Regions from separate parts of the Oryctolagus cuniculus genome. Here region 2 is linked to region 1. A link is a contact called in public Hi-C data. All regions are on one chromosome and are shown on one strand. Each heading gives the region's core, a stretch centred on a gene start, on an enhancer-like site or on the middle of the called end of the contact. The rest is flanking DNA. Distances are from core to core; before and after follow the strand shown.

The links. Hi-C and Micro-C count contacts between places; a contact is called where the count stands out from the background.
Region 2: a Hi-C map of liver shows a contact between it and region 1, with 8 times the contacts expected there. The contact joins two enhancer-like sites. A contact is called at or near these places in 3 of 6 Hi-C or Micro-C datasets (ear pinna, liver and an unstated tissue).

The regions. Positions count from the first base shown.
Region 1 is chr7:72,436,730-72,441,320 of mOryCun1.1, reverse strand. No RefSeq gene overlaps it. Among named protein-coding and RNA genes, the nearest start is that of MIR137, 14 kb to the left of the region's middle. Within about 2 kb of position 2,675, at least 2 of the 8 cell types and tissues checked have an H3K27ac peak or open chromatin away from gene starts, as enhancers often do.
Region 2 is chr7:73,725,771-73,730,320 of mOryCun1.1, reverse strand. All of the region lies in intron 1 of LOC138850408 (a long non-coding RNA gene), which reads left to right. Among named protein-coding and RNA genes, the nearest start is that of PTBP2, 230 kb to the left of the region's middle. Within about 2 kb of position 2,415, at least 2 of the 8 cell types and tissues checked have an H3K27ac peak or open chromatin away from gene starts, as enhancers often do.

The sequences.
Region 1 (4,591 bases), core at 1,426-3,925:
TTCATTTTTGAGAGATTAATCAAAAACAGGATTTTTTTTTTTTTTTTTTAGAAAACAGAACTATCAATGAAACATAGTGGAAATTGACAAGTTACCAAATGACTGGGAAACAGTAACTTCCTAAAAATCCCTCCTTTTTTTGTTCTTCCACTAGAATGTTAGCCTATCATTTTGAATTGTGAGGACAATGGCCAACTGTCTTATATCTATACTCATCACTAGTAAGGGATACTTTTTTAAATGTAGGGTTTTACTATTTTCACTCAGTGATGAAATGAAGCTCCCTCTTGGTAAACGTACAGAATGAAATTTTTGGTTAATGGGAGGAGGGGAGGATTTTGTCTAATATTATAGGGGGAAAGGTACATTGATCCACTGAAGTTTACTTTGTATTCTCTTTTTGCCCATTTCATTTATTTTCTATTCTGAATTCTAACAAAGGAATAAGATTACATCTTATTATAATGAAATACAACATAAAGTAACAGCTAATAATTCTCAAATAGTAATTGACTTTCACATTTTAGGCTTTTGTGTATAGGACTGATTGAAAGCAAGTATTGGAGGATGAGTTCTGTAGTGGGGGCCACCCAAATCCAATTCACTATATCTGAAGTGTTGAGGAACTCTTACAGAAGTTTTCTTTCGTGTTGTCTGGATGTCATGTCATGATTTCAGCCAAGGAAATGATGAGGTTGGATCCCAGGGAGAGTCACTTGTGTATTTCTTGCTTCTCAGACTAACTGAAACTGAAGGACAACTACAGGAAATGTTGAATCACACAAAATGGTTTATTGTTATCTCTACGACTTGCATTATTGAGATTAGAAGTTGCAAGTAAAGTCTTGAACTGCTTTGCTTTTTCTGCCTTAGGCCAGCAGCAGAAGGAAGAGCATGCTCCTGTTGCATGCCCACTGACAAAAGGAGCAAAGCTTAAATAAAGGAAAACATGAGATCCGAGATTTTTTGATCTCTCTTAAGATTGGAGTGAGCTTATGGAACAATTATATTGGAGCACCCAAGTGATGTGACTGAGGTTATCTTTCTGGAGGGGTGAAAAGGTCTGTGTGAACCACATTGCTTTTGGATCCAACTCTATAGAAAGAAAGGCAGACGATTAGGAGGGAAAGAAAAATCTCCTTTGAGGCGGAGGTTGAGTGACGAGAGACGCTCTTAGATGTCAGTTTGTTGTCCTCTATGTAGATAACAATATAGTTTTTGGATCTTTCAATCCATATTTAGCTCGGAATTGAAATCTAGGAATAATCTGTTTATAGAAAATAAAGCCATTTCTATTTGAAAACAAATGGAAAAAATAATTATTTCTCCCCAGATACGTACCTTTTAATTGATCAAATGCATCCAAGAAATTCTGCCGGCAATTTAAACACTCTGTAGGTGTTGTTGCTGCTCTAAATTTGTCTGCAAGAGGAATTGTAAATGGTATTTACCTTTTAATTAAACAAAGCATCTTGCAAATTAAACACATGTTCTTGCACATCAAAATTTAGTTAACATCCTTTTCATTGTTCATCCTGCTGACACTCTGACAGCATCAAGAGTCCACACACAATATAGAAGCACACTGCTCCCCCTCCCCTGCACTTTGCATTCCGCAGAGTAGATGATATCACATGCTAGAGTACACTCTGTAACTGACTTCTAATAACTGAGCAGGTTTTCCCATTTAATATACCTAATATTGTGTAAAATATGGGACTGCATTGGTGTGTCCAGAACCTAGAAAGCTTTGGACACTGATCTGACATATGTCTTATAATCTTACACTGGAAATTTGACAGTGAGTGACAGAACACCTTAGAGGAATATAAGGAGCTGATAAAGGCAGAAGCACTGCACATGAATGCAGAGTCTGGTTTCTAATAGCTACATACTTTTTTACAGGCGTACCAGTAATTTGACATTTATAATTCACTGTGGAGCTGAATTTCTGTCATTTTCTTACTGTCAAGTTCTCCACATTTTGAAATAAATGTCCCTTCTAATTATTATATGAATTTGAACTCCAACATTCAATTTTCCCCCCTGTCCCTTATAATGGAGTACTACATTTGGCTGAAGTCTGATTTGCAAGATCATTTAGGAAATATGACCATTTCAAATGTATTCCCACAAACTATACATGGGAACCCTTTTCTTGATTGTACTCTGCCTCGCTTGTGAAAGTACAGTTTAAAGCCCATCCATCAGTACTATTTCTAAGAAAATAAGATTATTAATGGCAGAAAGAAACTGAGATAATTAGGATACAGTCTTAATGGAACAAAAGTCACAGAGAGGTTTCCCAATAAAGCAGAAATGTAGTTAATGACTGTCACTCAGTTGTACTGGTGCTCATTAATCTCTTTTATTTCTGTTTATTTATGGTTTGTATAATTGAGATAAAGTCATTTGCTTAGAACATTGCCAAAGGAGAAATGTTTCCTGTTTTGAAAAGATGCACCTCAGAATAATAGTTAAGTAAAATCCAGGGTGAGGTAAGGTATTTCTCAGTATTAGGGCACTTCTGAAATATTTCTTTGTAAAAATGAGGGATTATCTTTGCACTGTGAGTGTGTGGTTTTAAGGTTCAGGCAGCTATCATGTTGAAGAGATACTACTCATGTAAGGAATTGCTTTGAGGCACAGAGATGACTGGTATGGATATGGGTGTAGGAGAGGCAGAACAGCTGCTGTCATCAGAAAAAAGCTTCAACTCGAAAGAATAAAATGCCTCATTCTAGGAAGCATTAAAGAACCAGAATAAATTATAAAAGTGTACTTTTTTGCAAATGTGGTTTTGTTTAAAATAGGCATTTACCAGATTTTTGATGCAATGATAGGTGTTTGCTGATTAAAATAAGGTTTTACTCCTAAAATATAGAATGTCTGTTCTTGATTTCAAGGAAATGAACAGGATGTTAATAGTGAATGTGTTTTTTAAATAGGACTTAGAATGACAAAATTAATTTCCCTAGTTTTAAATAAGATCAAAGATTAGGGACTTTCATTAGTTACAAAGTTTAGAAAACATTATTTGCTTTTATAACAGCACAATTTCTGTCTCCTTGCTTAAATATTTCACAATTTAACTGGATACAATTTCCCAACTATAACGAAAATCTATGACATCCAACAAGTTTCAGAAATATTGATTGGAACTTTCACTCATGTGTAAAATGTGCCTGAACTATAAACGTAAGATTTTCCATCTTAAAAAAAAGGACTCAAAAGTTTGAAATTGATCCTTGTGCCACTAGATTTTCACCAGACTTGCTTATGTAAGATAAAGCGTTGGTTTAACCCTTCATGGGACCGTCTTATGTGTAATAATTTTTCCAAGTGATATATGACTCCTTCTAGAGTAATTTTAATATTATATTTACATAATGTGCTCCTAAGATATTTTATATATTGGTTTCCAAAAAGGTAAACAGAATATTTTATGAAATAAGCCTGGAACTCAATCCTGGTCTCCCACATGGGTGGCAGGGAGCCCAAGGACTTGAGCCATCTTCTGCTGCCTCCCGGGATACATATTAGCAGGAAGCTGTTTCAGGAGTGGAGTGGCCGGGAATCAAATCAGGCATTCTGATGAAGGATGGGGGGTGTTCCAAATGGTGACTTCAATGCTGTACCAAATGCCTGCCCCATCCATTCATTCATTTTAGAGTATAAAGGAATGTGCAGAATGTCCTAGGAATCATATGGTTCAAGAAAGACAGTTGGAAGCCCTGCAAATACAACCCCAAAATATGTTTTCTATTTTATCTCAACAAATGGAATTTGGATACCCTTTAGCTGGGGCATAGGGTGCCCAGTACAGCAAAGTCCCGTCCCTCACCGCATGCACTATACTCACTGTTGTTTCACACATTCTCCACACTGGTCCTCAAATAATTCTGAATTTTTGACTATGTTGGATAAGTTGGATTCCTCCCTCCTCCAAAGTCAACACCTAGGACAGTGCTTTGTGCACAGAAAGCTCAATAAATAGTTATTGAATGAATGAATGAGGCAGAAACTATAACTCAAATGTCCCTAATCATGATCCAGGGTTTGTTACATTTTGCCAGTTAATCCTCAGGAAAAATGGGAGGACATTTGCACTTTTCTGTGCAGGAAATTTGACTCACTCTTGCAGTACATGATTTTTCTTTTTCTGCCTAAATCAAATGAGGCCTAAACTAAAAGCAATTCAGCCAAAGGAGATTTATTCAAAGGTTGGTTTCAAATTGAAATCATGTAAACAAAACAACTAAATGTACAATACTTTCCAGAAGACCTAGAAAATCACATTTGCTGCCAATAAAGTCATGATTATTGATGTAGTACACCGTCTTCATCCCTGTGAGTGGAAAGGGACCAAGAAGCATAGGACAAAGTGGATATCCTGGCCAGGCTTGTCGAGAATATTTCAGGAGCTTGCAGAAACCTTTGGGCTGAGCTGATTTTATATCTAAGTACTCAGATGGAAAAACATCAGTAACTGAGCTATTTATCAGTCTCTATGATTAATCCATGTGATACCATTTCTGGCTATTTAGAAAACACTTGATTCCTTTGTTCAGCATTCACTTGTATATTAAGT
Region 2 (4,550 bases), core at 1,166-3,665, 1.3 Mb before region 1:
TTATTAACAGCACACTTCATTGATGAGGTAAGGTGCAAGCCTTTGAAAACTATAAAGACCTCTCTTCTGGGCTTCTTAACAAACTAAAAGGTTGAATCAGCTTCCCTGAAGTTTATGGATGCCTTTTTGTACATTTGGGTCAAGTTTGAAGCCCAATTGGGCCAATTTATGTTTTCAGGCTAGTTTTTGCTTTGAGTTGAAGAAATACTTTTGAACCTTCCATTCAACCATCAAACTCAGGGGGTGTGAACGACAGTGAACTGCTCACACGAGCCTCTGCACACCTACACTGCTGTGTTTCCTACTGTTGGACTGCTGGCCCGAACTGGTCATAAAGGACTGGACACCAGGGGGAGGTCTTTCATGTTTCTCTAGCTTTGATTTCACACTCTTGGCTACTGATCATTTATGATAAACTAGAACCTTTCGAGGTGAGCAATGTCATGAGTACTGCCAAGGTTTGAAATGGCACTATACTGATGCATTTTAAAACTCAAGCATACACAATGTATGACTTCAAAAGTAGACCTTGAAGATAATTTACCCAAGATAGAGAAAGACAAAGGAAAAAGAAGAGTTCCCATGAAATTAATATAGGTGTAAGGAATTTAATTATATAGTTAAAGGAAGAAAGAAGGCAGGGAGGGTGTGTGAAGGGAAAACTATCAGAGGATATGCAAATGGAAAAACAGCATTCCTAATATAATTGCATGGTGGGGATGACTCTCTGTATCTTGCCTTTAGTTTTGAAGGGTACTTTTCTTCCTCAGGAAAGTGCTGTGTTCCACAACAACAGCATCTGAGATGGAAGAAATTTGAGTGCAACGTTACTGCTGGTAACAAGGGAGACAGCTCAGGCATAGCCCTCCGGGTACATGAAATGCTTGTTCTGTCCAGCAGAGGGCACTAGCAACCAGTGCACACCAATCCACACATTCTGGTATTTCCTGTGATGAATAACCATATTTTCAATATATCACAATAATAAGTACCAGTTCCTATATTTGTTGTTGTTGTTATCACAACATAACCTCTGCCCCAGTGAACATTTCCAATTCCTCAAAGAAAATACCAATATGCAGGTCAATGTACTTTCTCAGTGTCCAAAAAAGGTCTATTAAAATAAATCCCAGCTTTTTTCATATTTTTGAATAAAATGAACATCCTTGAATATTAGCACATGAATACTTGTGCTCATTAATTGGGACTCCAAAGCAGAAGGCTATTGGCTCTCAACACCTGTGCTCTATGGGTGACTGGCAGAGGTGCTTCAGAACATTGAACACCCATGGTCTTGCTGCCCTAATAGGACTTTCTACTGGGGTACTCAAGGTTGAACAAACCTTGATTTCACAAGCGCATTCCAAATATTTTAAATATCTATCTGTATATTTCAATTTTATTTCAGTAGCCATCATCTACATTTTCAAATAATTATGTTAATTTGGCAACCAGCTATGTATTGATTGAGCTCACCTTCTTGGAGAGTGACAAATATTTCAAAAACATTACCAATATATCATTTAAAAATTTAACTCAAGGAATTTGGTCCTTGTTATTTCTCTGTACCTGAATATGCAAAAAAATGGTGCAATGGAACTTTATATATCCTGTTTCTGAGTACACTCACCAACAAAATCTATCAATATCCCCAGATCATTCACAAGAATGGGTTCCTTGCAATATATTTATAAATTAACAACCTAAATGATTATTATTTAATGTAGGTTGTTTAAAAATGAGTTATGAGTATATTCTTATTGAAAAGAAAACATACAGGCGAATTCACATGAATTATTTATAACTGTTGTGTCTATAAAGACATGTGCTTAACCTCAGATCTTTGTCATTCTCTGTTTTTTTTTCCTAAGACCTAAACCTTATGAATACATGTGGTGATAGAAAAAAGCATGAATGTAAATTGTGTTTACTGAAATGACATATTTGACTATAAAATGATACCTTCTATGGTTTTCACTGAAACTCTAGAAGACAATACTGGCCAATCAATGAGAGTTTTGGACGTTGCTGGTATTTTCTTCTCCTTGGTTTATAGACAATGTCCATTTTGCTTTCTATCATAATCATGCCTGGGTTAGTGCAGAAAAAGTTGCATTCACGAATATGGTAAAATGATGTAGGAAGATTTATGCCATTTTGAATGGATTGTTTCAGGTTGCCTGAATTTTTAATACCCCATTCTTGTCACAGAGAAGAGAACTTTGTTATTTTTGGCTTTCATTAGAGTTCTCACTTCAGAGTTGGTTAGTATGGGTTTCTGCTTTCCAAGCTGACATCTCTTTTCTTTTTAGCATCTGTTACATAAACAGGGTGAATAGCTACAGGGTTCCAGGATTGTGAGTGAAACAGCTAACCTGCTAATTCCTCACTAGCCAGTGTAACTGACAGCACACAGCTCTCCTCTTCCCCGCTGTCTTAGCTCAGAAGGGACTCGCAGCACTGCCTTCCTGACACCAGGCAGGCACTGACACCACACAGATCTGAGGGAAGGAGGGCTGTTGGGAGGAGAGCAAAAGAAGGGGCTTTCGTGCTTTAGTGGTGTGAGAATGAAGACAATAATGGGAAGTTTTTTCTATAGTTTCCTTGCATATTTATCTCAATGATCTTCACACTGTCTTCCCACTTTCCTCTAAAATATTCTATAAATGGATTTGCATAATTTCTCTTTAACTTCAGGCAGAAGAGAAAAAAAACACAATAGATAGGAGACATTTTGTTTTCTATTCCATTCTTTGTGTTCAAGACAAGGGCTTGAACACACATACACACACACACACAGACACACACACAATATCTTGCACAATAAGAAGCCACAGGGTAGGGAAGCTCCAGGGTTTAAAGATGTCCTCAGGACTGAACACTAGCTGTCATCTTCAGGCCCTGATGTCCTCACAGTGCACTGAATTGCTCCTCGGCTTGTGTCTTCAGGCCGTAAGTTAGCTGCTGCAACTCCAGTCACATTGTCGACAGCACAGGGTGTGACACAGGCTCATAAAGACGGCAAAGATTAAATACAAGGAGTCTTCAAAAGGTTTATGGGAAGTGCATATTATGAACAAACCATGCGTGGAATTCAAATACACGTATCCTTAATTCTATTTTTCCCATGGACTTTTTGAAGTGCGCTCATAAGTCTGGTGTATCAGATCAAACTCTTTCACTTCTGAGTTCCAGTGCTGGTTTAATTTGTTCCAAAAATTTAAGGCATGCATGGAACATGGTGCATTGTTCTAAGTCCATTGCTTGACTCTGAAAGGTGTTTGGGTAAAGAGATGATAGCCTCCTCAGGCATCTATTTGTTTGTGTACACTTTTGTGCATAGTAGGTACTCAATCAGCATGACCTGATTTGATTTGAGGCTTAAAAATGAAATTAAAACAAACCTCCTTTGGCCATTTGGCTTTGTTCTCTGTCTGGCATTTCCTTGTGTTGAGTTTAATTGAATTTGAAGCAGACTCAAGTGTCCTGGTTCAGGACATTGTCAAGACCCAGATAGCCTTTCTGATCCATTTAACTTTGTGTATCAACAGAGATGGAGAAAAACCACGAATCTGTGGACTCATTCTGTTGTTTCAGGATCCTGGACTCACTGTAATCAATTAGCAAATTCATCCACATATTTTGATCGCCTCCAGTGGTGCCCCTTGTTGGCTGTTCCACAATAGGTAACACACACAGCTACTCATCAAGGTGCTTGTTTTGTTTTGGAAGAAAACATGTCAAATACATGTAAAGTGTACTCTGATGATTTTAAGGTGCTATGTGGGCAGGAACATAAAAACGTTCATGGAAAATGGAATTAAAAACAAGTCTATTTTGGTACAAACTTTAAAATTCATGCTTGGTTTTATACATGATTAGTTTTTTCATAATATGTATTTGCCATGAACGTTCTGAAGACCTCACATATGCATCAAATAAATAAGCTCACTGGGAGAGTGAATGCATAAACAGACATAGGATATAAGACAGCCCTTTGCAGGTGCACTGGTCTCACTGGTCTCAGAATAATGAGCCTGATAAAGAAACTTACTCAAATCTTATGAACATGGATTTTTTTCAGATTTCTGAAGCCAAGTTTGGAAATTGCCAGGATAGGAACTCAGTGTGCCACAGAAGTACTCCTAGGGCCTGGAAAATCAGAATAATATTTTGGGCTGTGAACCAAACAAGTGGGACGGTTATTCCAAGAGTCAGGCTAAGGGACAAAGAAGGATTTCTCAATTTACATAGATTTCACTACAAAGCAAAGTTTGAGGGATCTTGCCAAACAGAATAAGACAATATGTTTGCTGACTGTTCCCATCACAGAACCCCCAAGTCAGCCATCCCCTGTTGATGATTTATTTATACTAGATTTTATTTAAAACTAACTTCACTTGCCTTTATGTATTATCAGGAGTATAGACTCAGAGGACTTGATACCAGGAATTCTGTTTTGTTGCCGCTGCTTTGTGCAGAGCTCCTGAAACTTGGTTTCAGAATAGAGGGGTCAACTTGGAAGTCAGGCATACAGAGGTGATTTAACT